Regions from separate parts of the Mus musculus genome. Here region 1 is linked to region 2. Evidence: chromatin contacts called from public HiChIP or PLAC-seq data. All regions are on one chromosome and are shown on one strand. The core of a region is the stretch at or near the end of the contact, and the rest is flanking DNA. Distances in the headings are between cores, read along the strand shown. Region 1 overlaps Adgrd1 (adhesion G protein-coupled receptor D1). Region 2 holds the start of Adgrd1 (adhesion G protein-coupled receptor D1).

Evidence for each region. HiChIP or PLAC-seq counts read pairs in DNA pulled down with a chosen protein or histone mark.
Region 1: an H3K27ac HiChIP or PLAC-seq map of embryonic stem cells shows a contact between it and region 2, with 17 read pairs. The contact joins the enhancer-like site here to the promoter of Adgrd1 in region 2. A contact is called at or near these places in 3 of 39 promoter capture datasets (hippocampal neurons, second pharyngeal arch cranial neural crest and stem cell-derived epiblast-like cells), 2 of 484 Hi-C or Micro-C datasets (nephron progenitors and pancreatic cancer cells), 4 of 115 datasets of contacts at active chromatin or transcription factors (embryonic stem cells, fibro-adipogenic progenitors and intestinal crypt epithelium) and 2 of 9 other capture datasets (adipose tissue and pancreatic islet).

The regions. Positions count from the first base shown.
Region 1 is chr5:129,161,264-129,168,723 of GRCm38.p6, reverse strand. It overlaps Adgrd1 (adhesion G protein-coupled receptor D1), which reads right to left. Exons shown (of 25, transcript NM_001347486.1): 14 at 6,056-6,129. Among named protein-coding and RNA genes, the nearest start is that of Gm46923, 48 kb to the right of the region's middle. Within about 2 kb of position 4,418, at least 45 of the 459 cell types and tissues checked have an H3K27ac peak or open chromatin away from gene starts, as enhancers often do. A contact at or near this core is called in adipose tissue and embryonic stem cells, where this site is marked.
Region 2 is chr5:129,093,139-129,099,826 of GRCm38.p6, reverse strand. It overlaps Adgrd1 (adhesion G protein-coupled receptor D1), which reads right to left and starts at 3,077. Exons shown (of 25, transcript NM_001347486.1): 1 at 2,601-3,077; 2 at 2,482-2,518. The coding sequence starts at 2,666.

The DNA of each region.
Region 1 (7,460 bases), core at 3,169-5,668, 68 kb before region 2:
TGGGAGGCTGAGACAGGGGGCTTGCTGTGAGTTCAAAGCCAGCCTGGACTATATTAGGGGCAGGGTGGGGATATAGTTCAGTAGTAGAGTGTGTGCCTAGCATGAGCAGCTCTGGGTCCAGTCCTCAGTCCCACAGAAGTAAATAGATGAATACATACATACATAAGTATTAAGTATATATCAAGAGAGTAACCATATGATTTCTTAGCATGTTAATCTTTTCCAAAAAGTGACCGATGGAGCTCAGAAAGACAGCTGCTCAACCAATAAATGCCGCTGCTGTTAGGCCTGGAGATCTGAGTTTAATAGACCTTGGGGGACACATAGGATGGAACGTGAGAGGTGACTTGAGCAGCAGGTGTCCCCTGAGGGCTCTGCACACACTCTGTAGCACCCGTGTGTGCATACACAGAAATGAATATTTTAAGATATTTAAATAATAGAAATAAAGTTAGAAGAAGTGGTCCAGAATTCTAAGCCCAGTGAAAATATCATTCAAAAATGAAAGAGACAGAGGCAGAGGCAAGGCAGGTGGATGTCTGTGAGTTGGAGGTCAGCCTGGTCTACCGAAAGAGTTCAAGGACAGCCAGGGCTACATAGAGGAACTCTCTCTCAAAAAAAAAAGAAAGAGAGAGAGAGAGAGAGAGAGAGAGGGAGAGGGAGGGAGGGGGAGGGAGGGAAGGAGAGAAGGAAGGAAGGAAGGAAGGAAGGAAGGAAGGAAGGAAGGGAAGGAAGGAAAAAGAGAAAGAAAAGGAAGGAAAAAAGAAAAGAAAAAAGGAAGGAAGAGAAAGAAAAAGAAGAAAGAGAGAGACAGAGAGACAATTTGTTCTCAGATGAAGAGTAACTCAATTTACTTCTACCAGGCTTACAGTACAAGGAAGGTTACAGGACAAAAACAAAGACATAAAAATAGCTGTAGTTGGGACAAGTGTAGGCATGCATGGCATGGCCCTGGTCTTGTCTGTAACTGCTCTACAAAACAGCCGCTTGTTGGGGCCAGCAATACAAACCCTGTAGAGCTACTGGAGACAGTGGCAACCTCATAAGCAACAGGCAAGGGGAACTGTGGATGTATTAATGACATCTTAGAATACTTTTAAAGTGATATGCTATTCATTGCTGGGAGACACCAATCAGTTGACCATGCTGTAGGCATGCGGAAACCACTACAGGGAAAAAAAAAAACACTAAAAGATATAAATTAAAAATCAGGAGTGTAAATAATACATCATCGAGAAAGACTCTTCTAGATCCTAATAAGATCAGAAAACAATACCAGGAGAGAAAGACAAACCAACAAGACAAACAGACAAACAAACAAACACGCCAACCCCCAGTGAATTACAAGACTTGGGAGGAGGTGATGGACTTTTACCCAATCATGTCACCGAGGGCATGACATGGAAATTGTCTGAACACGCTGATGATGAAAGATGGCCTGAAAGTCCCAGTTCTAGTAAAATCGGATGAAAGAAGAGGGAAGGGTGGACATTCAGCACCAGGAGCTTCCAATCAAGAGGCTAAGGAGAGGCTGAAGACATGGCTTGGGAATTACGAGTACTTCCTGCTCTTTCTGAGCTCCCCAGGTCTGTTCCAAGCACCTGCAACTCTAGCTCCAGGAGCTTCCAGTATCTCCCATGTGCACATACCCACACGTGCACACACACGCACACGCACACATACCCACACACACACGTGCACACACACACATACCCACACGCACACACACGCACACACACGCACACGCACACGCACACACACACACACCTAATTAATGATAATAAAAGCCAAATTGAAAAGGTCAGAGGAGTTGTGACTAAATATGTGGACCTGAGCATAGCATTCACCTTCCAGGGTAAAGATGGCTGCAGCACAGACAAGAGCAGTTATCCCAGGCTACCATCACGGTGGAGAATGCACACGCCTCCTCTCGCTTCCCACGCCACTTCTTAAGCCTTGTTCACTCAGGCTCTCAGACTGAACCGGGGATCTCATGCACACTAAGCAAGTGCTATACCACAAAGCCACACCCTCAAGTCCCCTTACACTTTTTTTTTATTTCGGGACTAGGTCTCACTGAGTGCCTGGGCTAGCCTTGAACTCCCTCTGTAGCCCAGGCAGGCTTTGATCTTGCAATCTTCCTGTCTTATTGGCCTGTGACTTTGAGCCCAGCTTCTCCCCACTCTCGGAAATGGTTCCAGGACCCCTCATGAATACTAAACTCCAAAGAAACTTAAATATTTAAAGTGGGTCCAACAGTCACACAGAGCCCACTTACAAACTCTTACATTCATCTCCAGATGATGTATACATAATGTGGAACACAATGTGAATGGCGTGGAGACAGTTATACTGCAGAAGGAATAATGACCGGAAAGAAGTCTGCGCATGCGTAATTCTCCCCAAACCCAAACGTTTCAGGTTTGTAGCTGGTCCACTACCTACCACAAACCCCATGGGTACGGAGAGCCCCGTGTGATTGGCAGCACAAGCAGACAGAATAGCAACAGAGTTGCAGAAGACCTGTGCATAAGGGCCACTTAAGATGGCCTTGTTGACATTTATAGAATTCCCCACCACGAATGCATTGTTCCCCCAGAGCACTACATTCTGGGTTGTATAAACAACCTTAAGCACATTTCAAGAACTGGAGCTGTAGAAAGTACCTTTTCAGATCATAAAATATTTAATTGTAAATCAACAACAGCAGGAAGGTCTTTAGAAAATTCCCAGCTGTTTGGAAATTAGGCAGCTCCCTTCAAAATGAACTAAGGAGGCGGTGAGATGGCTCAGCGGGCAGAGAGGCACTTGCTGTCAAGCCGGATTGCCCCGAGTTCCATCCCTGGGACCCACATGGTGGAAGGAGAGAGCTGACTCCCCAGAGTTGTCCTCTGACCTCCAGATGCAAACTGTGGGGGTGGCTCTGAAGTTGACAGCATTGTCCCAGATCTTGGTCATGTGATTTGCACAGCTGTGCTCACTTATCAACACTAAGAGAAATATGCTATCAAACAGAATTTTCCTGAATATATAATAAGCAATAATTTGAAAAGCGGTCTGGCTGGATGCTTGTGGCAGGGCCGTCTCTGGGAACTGGGGCTGAAGAGAATTCCACGGGGCATGCATATCAATGCAGGCTGTTCCCATATCTTGGAATATCCTCTCTCTGACATGCGGACTTCACTTTCCTTTGGATGTGTACCAGCAGTGGGTCTGGTCTCCCTTCTCGAGGAACCTCCGTATTGGTTTCCACAATGGCTGTGCTAACTCACACTCCCTCTTTCTCCACACTCTGGCCAGCATTGCTGTCTGTGGTAGTTACTTTCAGCTGTCAGCTTGACACAACCCAGAGGCATCTGGGAAGAGGGGAACTCAGCTGAAGAACTGCCGCCATCAGATTAGCCTCTGGCCACACATGTGAGGCACTTCCTTAATTGCTAATTGATGTGGGCAGGTCCTTCCCACTGTGGGTGGCACCATCCCCTACTGAGGTAGGCCTGGGTGGTATATGAAAGGTAGCTGAGCAAGCCATGGGGAGAAAGCAGTGTTTGTCCATGGTCTCTGTTTCAGTCCCTACCCTTGGCTTCCCTCCATGATGGACTCTATCATGCAAGCCAAATGAATGCGTTCCTCCCCCCAACCCCGGTGATGCTCTTGCTCAGCATTTTATCAGAGCAACAGGAATTTAACCAGAATGCTGTCTTTTATCTTTTTTTTTTTTTTAAGAGTCGAATAGCTCATTTGGTAACAAGGAGTGAAAATAAGTCCCTGTGTGCATGAGTGCGTATGTGTGTGTGTGTGCGTGCACGCTTTTGTGTGTGCATGTGTGTGTGTGCAAGTATGTGTGCTTGTGAGTGTGAGTATGTATGTGCATGTGTATGAGAATGTGAGTGTGTGTGACTGTATGTGTGTGCATGCTTTTGTGTGTGTGTGTGTGTGTGTATGTGTATGTGTGTGTGTGCACATGTGTGTATAGAGGACAGAGGTCAGCCTTGGGTACCATTCCTCAGGTACCAGCCATCTTTTATTTTCTGAGTCTTTTACTAGCCTGGAGCTCACCAACTAGGCTAGACTGGCTGCCAGCCAGTCCCAGGCATCCTCCTGCCTCTGACCCCCAGAACTAGTACAACAAGCACATTTCTCCACAGGTAGCTTTTTATGTGGGTTCCAGGGAATCAAACTCAGATCCCCCTGCTTAGGAAAGGCAAATATTTAACTGACAGAGCTCTCTCTCTCTCCTGTGCCAAAAGGAAACTCATAAATCTTCTCTCTTCCCGTGGCCGACTGAACCATGGAGGTCAGAAAAGGCCAGCAACACAAGAATTCCCTCCCAGGCTTGATCTTTTGCAGAGTTGAGAAGAGGCCAGAGTTACCCGACTTGCAATTATCCTGTAGACAAGAGTCCCGACCGCTGGGCACCCAGTGTCTCAATAGCTGCTACAATCTCCTTCGCGAGTTCTTGGAATCTGTGGGAAGTTTCACTAATGTGTTCAATGCCTGCGCCCCAGCCAGCTGTTGGGAGGAGCCCCTGCATTCCAGGGCTGTGAACACAACCTCCTTCAACGCTGGTTCCTCCTTCTGGCTTTCCCAGGATTCCCTTGAACGCTCCTGACATCTCTCCATGGCAGTTTGCTCTAAATACCAACAAATTCTTCTTTGGATTTGTAATTTCTAGAGTCAGCTCTGCTTGTCGCTTGACCCTTTCCCCTTGAAGGTCATACAAAAACTCTCCTCTCCTGAAGCACGGATCTCTCCATGTTGCCTTAGGGCGTCAATGAGGTGTTTCCCCCTAACTACTGGTGACTGTGTTCTTGGCTGAAGTGAGTGAGGTGTGTTTACACCTAACTCATGCGGGCACACATTCCCTTCGGGTGACTTTCACCTGGTGAATGGCTTCACTCAGAACAGACTTGGGTCTGGCCTCTCTGCAGCCACTCCATTGTCACTCAAACCTGGCTCACCTGATCTTCCGTGAGCTCTTTCTGGCCCGCCTCTTTCCCTGCCACCTTCTCCTCAGCTCTCAGGAGTCACTGTAAACTCATTCTTGCTCAGTTTGAATTCATCACCCACTCTGATCTCAGCTTCTTGCACTGTGTTCATCAACCCCGAGATCGCCCACCCAGAAATCTCATCTTGGTTATAACAGCCGTTCATTCCTACCGCCATGGGGATCCGGCTCACTGTGATCTCATTTGCATTTATTTCCCTGAGGACTGGAATGTTGGTTTGGTTGCTTTGTTTTCTGTATCTGCCGACTATTTTTATTTCTTTTTCTCTTTCTTTTCTTTTCTTTTCTTTTCTTTTCTTTTCTTTTCTTTTCTTTCTTCCTTCCTTCCTTCCTTTCTTTCATTCTTTTCTTTTCTTTCTTTTTTTTTTTTTGGCAAATGTCAATTTAGGAACTGTCAACCCGTGACTCAATCTAGGGTATTTGGGCCTCTGGCTATTGGGTTGTTTGAGATTCTGGAAACTGTTTCTAGACATTAACTCCAATGCTTAAACATCAAATAGAGAGATGCTTTTATTACATTTATTTATTTGGGAACAGTGTATGAGTGCATGCTAGAGTGTACAGTGGTGGTCAGACGAGTTTCTTCTTTCCTCCCACCGTGTGAGGATCAAAGATGTGTTATGAGACTTGGCGGCAGACACCCTTACCCGCTAAGCCATCTCGTTGGCCCCAACAGTAAGATTTTGATAGGCAAGCTTCTAAATGTTGTTTCTCAAAGTCCCAACTCCTAGCCCTCCCTCAAGCCCTTCACGATAGAAAGCAGAGGGAGAGTATTCCTGTGTGGCCTCAGGATACCCTGGATGAACCGAGTCTAAGGATTTTAAAAGATTTTTAAATCCACACAACCTCCAGTCATACCCAATCGGGTCTTGCCTCACGCATGGTCATGCAAACACGTTGGCTTCATAAGCAGGTGACTAACACCCTGCCTTGTGTGATGTGAGCCTGGCCTGGGGTGGACACGGTAAATCATTGGACATCTTGCTGTCTTCCCGTCTTCTCCTACTCCTGCTTTTGTACAGCTGGTAGCCCCAACATGGACAGTACCTGAAGTTAAGGAAGGCGCAATACAGGAAGAGACGGTTGCTCTCATTGGTGGCATCGCTGTACTGCTTTTGAGTCTGAAATGAAAGGAAATGGAATTACATCCCTATCACAGCAGGAAAAGCCAAGCACAGGTCCTGGAGTGGGAACAGCGGTCTCGCCCCAGCCCCGCCCCAGCCCCGCCCCTGCCCCGTCCTCACCCCCCAGCCCGTACTGCCCAGGGGCTGAGACCAGGGCTCAACCGGCAAAAGCACTTGCCGGACCTGGCGATCTGAGTTCAATCCCTAAACTCAAATCAAAAAACCAGATGGGGTGGTGCACATCTGTAATCCCAAGGCCCCTATGGCAAGATGCGTGCAGAGGACTCTTGGAGGATGGTGTGAGCCAGCTAGCCTGGGTGTGCTGTATAGATCCAAAATAAGAGAGGACCTGCTGTGACAAGGTAGAAGGCAAGAACTAACCCCTGACCTTCACACGCATGCCATGGCACACACACGCCTGCATCAATGCCCACAAATTTTAAAGAGGTTTTGTTTGTTTGTTTGTTTGTTTGTTTGTTTTCGAGACAGAGTTTCTCTGTGTAGTCCTGGCTGTCCTGTAACTCACTCTGTAGACCAGACTGGCCTCGAACTCAGAAATCCGCCTGCCTCTGCCTCCCAACTGCTGGAATTAAAGGTGTGCGCCACCATGTCCGGCTTTAAAGAGTTTTTAACTAATGAATTTCTAAAAGATGTTTAAATTTTAAAGTGAGTGTGTGTGTCTGTGTCATATACATGCATGGGAGTGCAATGCCTGTGGCGGTCAGAAGGGGGCGCTAGATCCCCTGGAGCTAACTCTAGGAGGCTGTGAGCTACCTGAAATGGGTGCTAAAACCTAACTTGGGCCTGCTGCAGGAACAGCACACTAAACCGTTGAGCCATCCCTCCAGCTCCATTTTTTTTTTAAATCGTCAAAGACCCCGCTCACATGCTGAACATCCAGGGTACCTGGGACAAAGCTGGAGAAGCCAAGTGACCAGCATGAGCTAATTCTAAGCCACACCTCTCCAGGGCTTCCCAAGAGCAGTACCTGCAGACTCCCAGGTCTCTTATCAGCTCATAAACAGCCTGCATGGATGAGTGAGGCAATCTCATGCTGCTTTTGAGTTTCCAAATAGAAAGAAGGAAGAACTCTGTGGAGAGGCATGGGAAACTGGACTTTGAACCACTTGCCTCAGAATGGAACAAAAAGGGTTTCAGATCATCCCTCTACCCAGGTACCACACAGCTACAAGGCACTCGGGGAAGGTCTAACACCGGACTCTATGCCTGGAGCCACACACACTTGGCATTAAGCAGCAGCTGTTTACCCAGTGATGGAGATGTAGGGGGAGGCGGAGCATGCTCGGGAGCCGGGAGGGGAGGAGGGA
Region 2 (6,688 bases), core at 1,828-4,327:
CCTAGCAAGTGGGAACTTGGTAAATGGTCTCTACGGTCCCTTGCAACTACAGCTACTATAATTTCTGCTGCAGTGACAGCCCACGGTCATAGTGATGGGGAAACTCAGAAAGTGTCACCACGCCAAAGGGCCTCACACCGTTCTGAGACTTCTAAAACTGACAGTGCACTCATGTGATAAATACACAAATCCAGAAGCCATCTGGTGACCCAGAGCAGTGTAGACACCTAGACAGATGAGAATTCAGTTGGCCTCGGCCAGGACTCTGTTTACAGAATAGCAGTCCTATCTTTCCACAGACAGGACATGGAAGATGGTTGGTGACTGCTTTCTGAGCCCTGCCTTGTGCAGAAGGCACGGGGTTGGAACCCGGATGAGGCAATATGTAAGTGCTTAACAGCTCTATCAGAGCCTCCCAAACCCGGGTCCATGTGCTTGCTGGTGACCCCCGGGTGTCGGTTCCTCCAAATCCCTCCAGATGGCTTCATCTCATTCCCACAAGCTTGAACTAACCACTCCAGCTAAGGGCTTGCTGCTGACTGGCAGGTGTGGCGCAGGTGAGTGTGAGCAGGTGACACTGGGGAGGGAACCAGGGGGCTACCTCTATGTCCTTCTTAAGCTCCTTTAGGCAACCCAAGGCCACTCACTTCCTTGGTAAGTGACAACTCACCCTGACTCCTGCTCCCCATGTCTGGACAGTCCCTTGGCTCATATGTCAACTCTGTGTCTAGGACTCTCGTGGCAGGGGTGGGGTGGGGGTGGGAGTGGGGGTGGGGCTGCCAGAGACCAGGTTTTCCTAAAGTCTCCATTAGGGTTTCTCGTCCATAAGAAGAGAAACCCAACGTGGCCTTGCAGAGCAGGCTGAATATTATGGAAAACGAGCGAAGCCAAAATCCAAAGTGTAAGACAGATGGGGGCAGGGGAGGAGGTGAGGAAGCGGAGTGAAGAGGATAAAACAAACAAAGAACAGAAATAGAAGGGAGGAAGGAAGGAGGGGAAATGAAAAGAAAAGGTGAAGGGGGAGGCAGGAGGGGAGGAGGGGGAGGGGGAAGGACAAAGGAAGTACTAGGAATGAGGGTGGGGATGGGGACCTGAAGGAAGCACTCTCTGGATAGCCATCCCAGATAACAGGATGCTGAGAGGTACCAAGGCTCCCTAGCCTGGGCTTTGAACACCCTTAGGCTACATCTTCTTCATCTTTCTCTGTGGTGCACATGAGCTGGCCCCGGCGGAATGGCTGCTAGTGTTCTATCAAGGATGCTCAGCCAGAAGACACTTGGTTCCACCCAACATCAGGTCAGGAGTGAGGCGTCCATACAGAACGAACGAGGCTGAACCCACACCACTGACATGTATAGAGTCCAGAACGACAGCTTATGTGTGGAGTGTGGGTGTGTACACATGTGAGCATGTGCAGACATGTATGGTTGCGTGCGTGTGTGTAGAAACTAAGACAAAGGCCAAATTCTAGAAAAAAAAGCCCTTGAAGCTTTCTTTTCTCAGAAAAAGAGGAAAGAAATATTCACGCTTCTAGATTTGGCTGACTGGTGGTGCCGTTTGGTATGGGCAGCCCTCAGTCTCAGCAGGCGGGGGAGAGTTTTCCCTGACACAGCTTCAGATATGTTCTCCAGATTCAGACCCTCTCGGCCACCCTTTACCGTGGTTGCCATGTTGGCTGTGAGCACCGGTGGAGCTGGGCTCCTATTTAGAGGCAGGCTGATCCAACTGATCAGTTCTGCTGGGAATCCCAGCCTCCCTGAGCTCTGAGTCACTGGCTTCTTTACGCTGACCCACCAGGCTTTTCCAGAAATGGGCTAGACGTTCTTGTCCTTTGCCTCTGAACCTTCATCAAGAACCTCTCAGCCTGGAGAACCTGCCACAAGCAGGCGGCAAGCCCCTTCCCATCCATCCCCACTGTAAATGTGGCGACCCTCTCATCTATAACAGGACTGTGATCCATCGTTCCAACAAGTGTCACCCTCCTGCTTCTAAAAGGGAAGTCACAACAGCCAAAGACAAATATCCCAATAGTGACCTGCCCCTCCATCCCCTCTGTGCATGTTCAGCACAAGTGGCAAGTGCTACCTGGTGGTGTCCAGGACACTCAGGAGGGCAGCTCACAGCACCATGATGCTGAAGGCACCAGGGAGAGTGCCCACGGTGGTGGCCCTAAGGGTGAAGTTGAAAGAGCAAAAGCCCTTCTACTCTGAAGGACATGTCTCCTTAATTAGATGACAACACCTGACCTGGAGCAAGAGGCAGCTGGGACAGAGACCAGCTTTCTCAGCAGCAGCCCGAAGACACTGGTCACACCAGGGCTGTCGTCTCAAAGGACAGGATGTATTTTCTAGGGTTGAGGATCCCAACAAGGGGTTAAACAAATAATCTTATATTTATATAAAACAGAAATTATTTGTTTAACCCCCAAAGGCAAGAAGCAAAGCAGTCATCACAGGGGGGATGTGGGGGTGGGGGGCTTACCTGGATGTTCCTGGGCTCTGGGCTGAGTGCTACACACCTGTAAGAAAGATCACAGATTAGTACCAGGACATTCTCCTGAAGACGTGTACCCCAGCTGCCTTGGAGGCCAAGAGCGTTACCTGGACGCTGCAAAAGGACCAGAGTAGCCAGACCCAGCTGCAAGGGAATGCTGGAAGATCCTTCATGGTGGGAACCAGGCAGTGGGATTCGCCCACAGCCTGCAGGGAACTTCTCTACCTCCTGCTTCCCGGGGACAAGGACATCTTCATCACGGGTTTCTCACCGCAACATCTGTCCCCTAACGTTTTTTGATTTATGGTGCCTGAAAGCAGTAGGTGCAATTCTCCTCTCCGAACTGGAGTCTTCAGGGACCTGAAGGCTAGAGGCAGTGCTGAGTTGGATAAGCACTCCTTCTCAGCTCCACCAGAGTCCCCAAGGCTCTGGCTGCTGATGGGCAGGCCAGAACCTCTGGGTGCCTACAGGCTTAGGAGTCTGTGTCCTGGGTCTGGGACTGGTGGGCACTTGCCTCCTGTCTCAAGTCTCAAGTCGGAGCTCAGAGCTCAGCCCGTAGCTTGGAGCTTAGTGATGTGTGTACTGCCTCCCTCTGCAGCTGAGCTCCGCCACACCTCGTTGGCCCAGAGTCCAGCCCGTGGCTTTGGGTGGAGAGCCAGAGTGATGTCAGCGGGCCTCAAACTTTGTTCTTCTCTATTTATATCCATCCCACTCTGGCCTTTCCTGGGTCCTAACACCAGTCTGTTAACAACAGCTGAGTCCTTTCCAGGACTTTCCCATCAAAGGGTGGCCAGACTGGCCTGGGGCTTTATACTTGGATGAGAAAGTGTATGTGTAAGAGTGGGAGAGGTTGTGAGGGTGAGACTGTGTGTGAGTGCAGTGGTGAGAGTATAAGTGTATGGGGTAAGAAAGTGTGTGTATGTGTGTGCAAGTATATGTGTGTGGGTATTGGGATACAAGCAAGTGAAGGTATTGAAGGATAGTAAGCATTGGGGGCATATGGGAAGTAAGACTAGATATAAATGAAGGATGGGGAAGAAGAGGAGGTGTACAACAGTGTGTGAGCAAGTGTGTGTGTGTGTGAGCAAGTGTGTAAGGGTATGAACAAGTCTGTGAGGCTGTGAGGAACTGTGCGAGGGTGTGAGGAAGTGTGTGAGCATATGAGCAAGTGTGTGAGGCTGTGAACAAGTGTGTGAAGGTGTGTGTGAGGGTGTGAGCAAGTATGTGAGGGTACAAGTGTGGGGAGATGTGGGTGTTAAGAGTGTGAATGGGGTGTGGCTGAGTGTGGGCCTACATATGTCAAGATATCTTCTACTCTGTGCTTTCATAGTTGTCATGTGCTTGTGAGTGTGGATGTGCACAAATGTGTGTGTGTATGAGTGTGGTTCTGTAGAAATGGGGGGACAATGTATATGCATGTGATATATGTATGTGTGTGATGTGTGTGTGTGTTTGATGTGTGTATGTGTTTGATGTGTGTATGCATGTCATGCATGTATGCATGTGATGTGTGTATTATGTGATGTATGTATGTGTGTGATACATGTATGTGTGTGATGTGTGTATGTATGTGATGTGTGTATGTGTGTGTATGCATGTCATATGGATGTGATGTATGCATATTCTTTGGATGTGTATGAGTGTGGCCATGTAGGCATGTAGGGCATGCATTGGTGAGTGTAGGTAGGGATGGGTGGGTATGAGTATGAGTGAGTGTGGCTTGTGAGTGGGTGTGAGGTCATACATAATACGTGTCTATTAGCACCCTCAAAGCCTCATAAGTGTGTGGAGACCCGTGAGTTAAAAAGCACGTACTGCTGTTGCTGAGGACCTGAGTTCAGTTCCCAGCACCCACATGGGGCAGCTCACAACCACATGTAGCTCCGACTGCAGAAGATCCAACGCCCTCTCCAGCCTGCTCACGCATCCTCACACACATATACATAAATAAAAATGAGAAATCTTTAAGACAAAATGTTAATAAGCACAGGTGTAGGTGTGGATGGGTGTGTGTGGCCGGCTGTGACTTGGTGACACTGTGCGCATGTGTATGTTGCAGGCTCATTACCACCGGCACCCTCAAAATCCCTATCAATATTAGATCGCACTGGGAGCTCCGCTAAAATCTGGGTCTAGTTCAAACATGGGAAAGCACAGGAAAGGAAACACCTGCGCCTGCCCATCCAGAGCTGGCCACGCTCTCTCTTCAACCTGCCTTGCAGAATTCAAGGGCACCCCCTGATATTTGACACCATCCTTAATCAGACCACCCCCACTTAGCACCCAATCAAGTCAGACTTCCTGTTAGTTGTGCCTCAGTTTAGCAGAAGCCAAGACTTGATTTGATCCACCTCGCTCCAAATGTTCAAACACACACAAGCACCCCTACAATTGCCTTTCTCACAAAGTATGTCACAGCCACAAGATACAAAGCCCCCTCCCCCCAGCTCTCCCCACTTGTGTGCTCTTGGGCAGGACTGTCTCCCTACTGAATTTCTCCTCTGCAGACTGGAAGGCAGCACCCAGTGTCCAGTAGACAGAGACTAACATATAAGGCCCTTAATTCGGGGCTTAGAAGAGAGGTAACACATTCAATAAATGTTCAGATTGCTACGATAAAGTGGAAAATAACACCCAATAAACCTGAGCTATCATTATCATCTCAATGGCCCTGACTTTAAATGGGAATTAAGAGTCCTGAGTCCAGCCTGCTTCCTAAAGAGGACGGGAAAAGGGTTTCCGGCTCCTGGATGGGGGAGGGAAAAGGGACGTCAAAAGGCAAGGTGACTGCAATAACTCCTGCCTGCTCTGACAACTTCTCTGATTATCTGGTCACCTCACTACAGAAGGTTCCAGATGGTTCTGTGGATAGCCCTCCTCCCAGAACCAGAGAAACTGGACTCTGACCTCCAGGCTGTTTGTAATAATGACCTTTAGCATGGTGCCTAGGTGCTGTTCAGGGAAGAGGGGATTTATAACTTTCTTCTCTGTTCAAGTCTTCTCTCCCCTTCCCTAGAAGGACGTGGCGGGAGGGCCCTCAGCCCCATCTGAACCCAAAAGATTAAACAGATTGCTGAGTACAGGCCTTTTTTGTTTCCAAAGCTGAGAATAAAACCAGGAGCTTCTTTTAGTATAAATTTGTCCTTGGATAAAGGGAGAGACACAGGGACTCAATGACAACTGCAAAAACCGGAGAGAAAGGACATTTAACAGGACCATCTGCCAGGTATGAGAGCCTAGCCACAAGGTCTCAGACCATGGGGTGCTCGCAGTACTTCTGCACCCTCACAGGCTGGGGTGGCAAGCCACCACCATCCTCCATGCTTTCGCAATGCTGCCTTTGAAAATCTCACCTGCAGAGAAATGTATAAAGCAAATGTGGCAAATAAAAAGTGGGCTGTTGCCTGAGGTGGTAGCACACACCTTTATTCCCAGCACCCAAGAGGCAGAAACAGGCTGATCTCCAGGAATTAGAGGCCGGCCTGGTCTATATAGAGTTCTAGGTGAGCCAGGACAACATAGTAACATTTGATCTCAGGTGGCATGGGGGAGGTGAAGTGGGTATTTCCAGCTGCAGTTCTCCCTGGGGACAGCTCTATTCCTATTGACTAGTCCATGAACTTCAGTGCAGACTGTCAGGTGATGTTTCTTTCTAGGTATACACCGTAGAAAGATTCAATCGAGCTAATTCATTCATCCATCCCTAGATCACTTTCTTAAATCATGATTCTACGATGAAAATTTGGAAGGACGTGTCATGTTATTTCGATTACATTTGGTGTGTGTTGAGGGGGCAGGAGTGGGGAGTAGATGACAATCTGTAAGAATCAGTTCTCTTCTACCCGGTGGATCCCAGAGATGAACTCAAGTCATCAGGTTTGGTAGCAAGCACCTTTACCCACTGAGCAATCTCACTGACCGGCATGTTATTTACTATGGTCAGAGTACAGTTCATAGATGTCAAATGGATCCTCCCCCAGCCTCCTGAGCCTTTGTACCCGGGACCAGCACGTCCCTTCCCAGACTTGCCACCTCTGGCCTCTGCTCACTGCATTGTTCCTGTGGAACTGACTTCCTGAGACACCATAGACAGACAATCACCCTGGGTCTGGTTGGTTTTGCTTTACTCACTTAACACAGTTTTGGGATATGGATCTGGAGCAACATGTAGGCCTGCCATCCAATAACCAAGTCC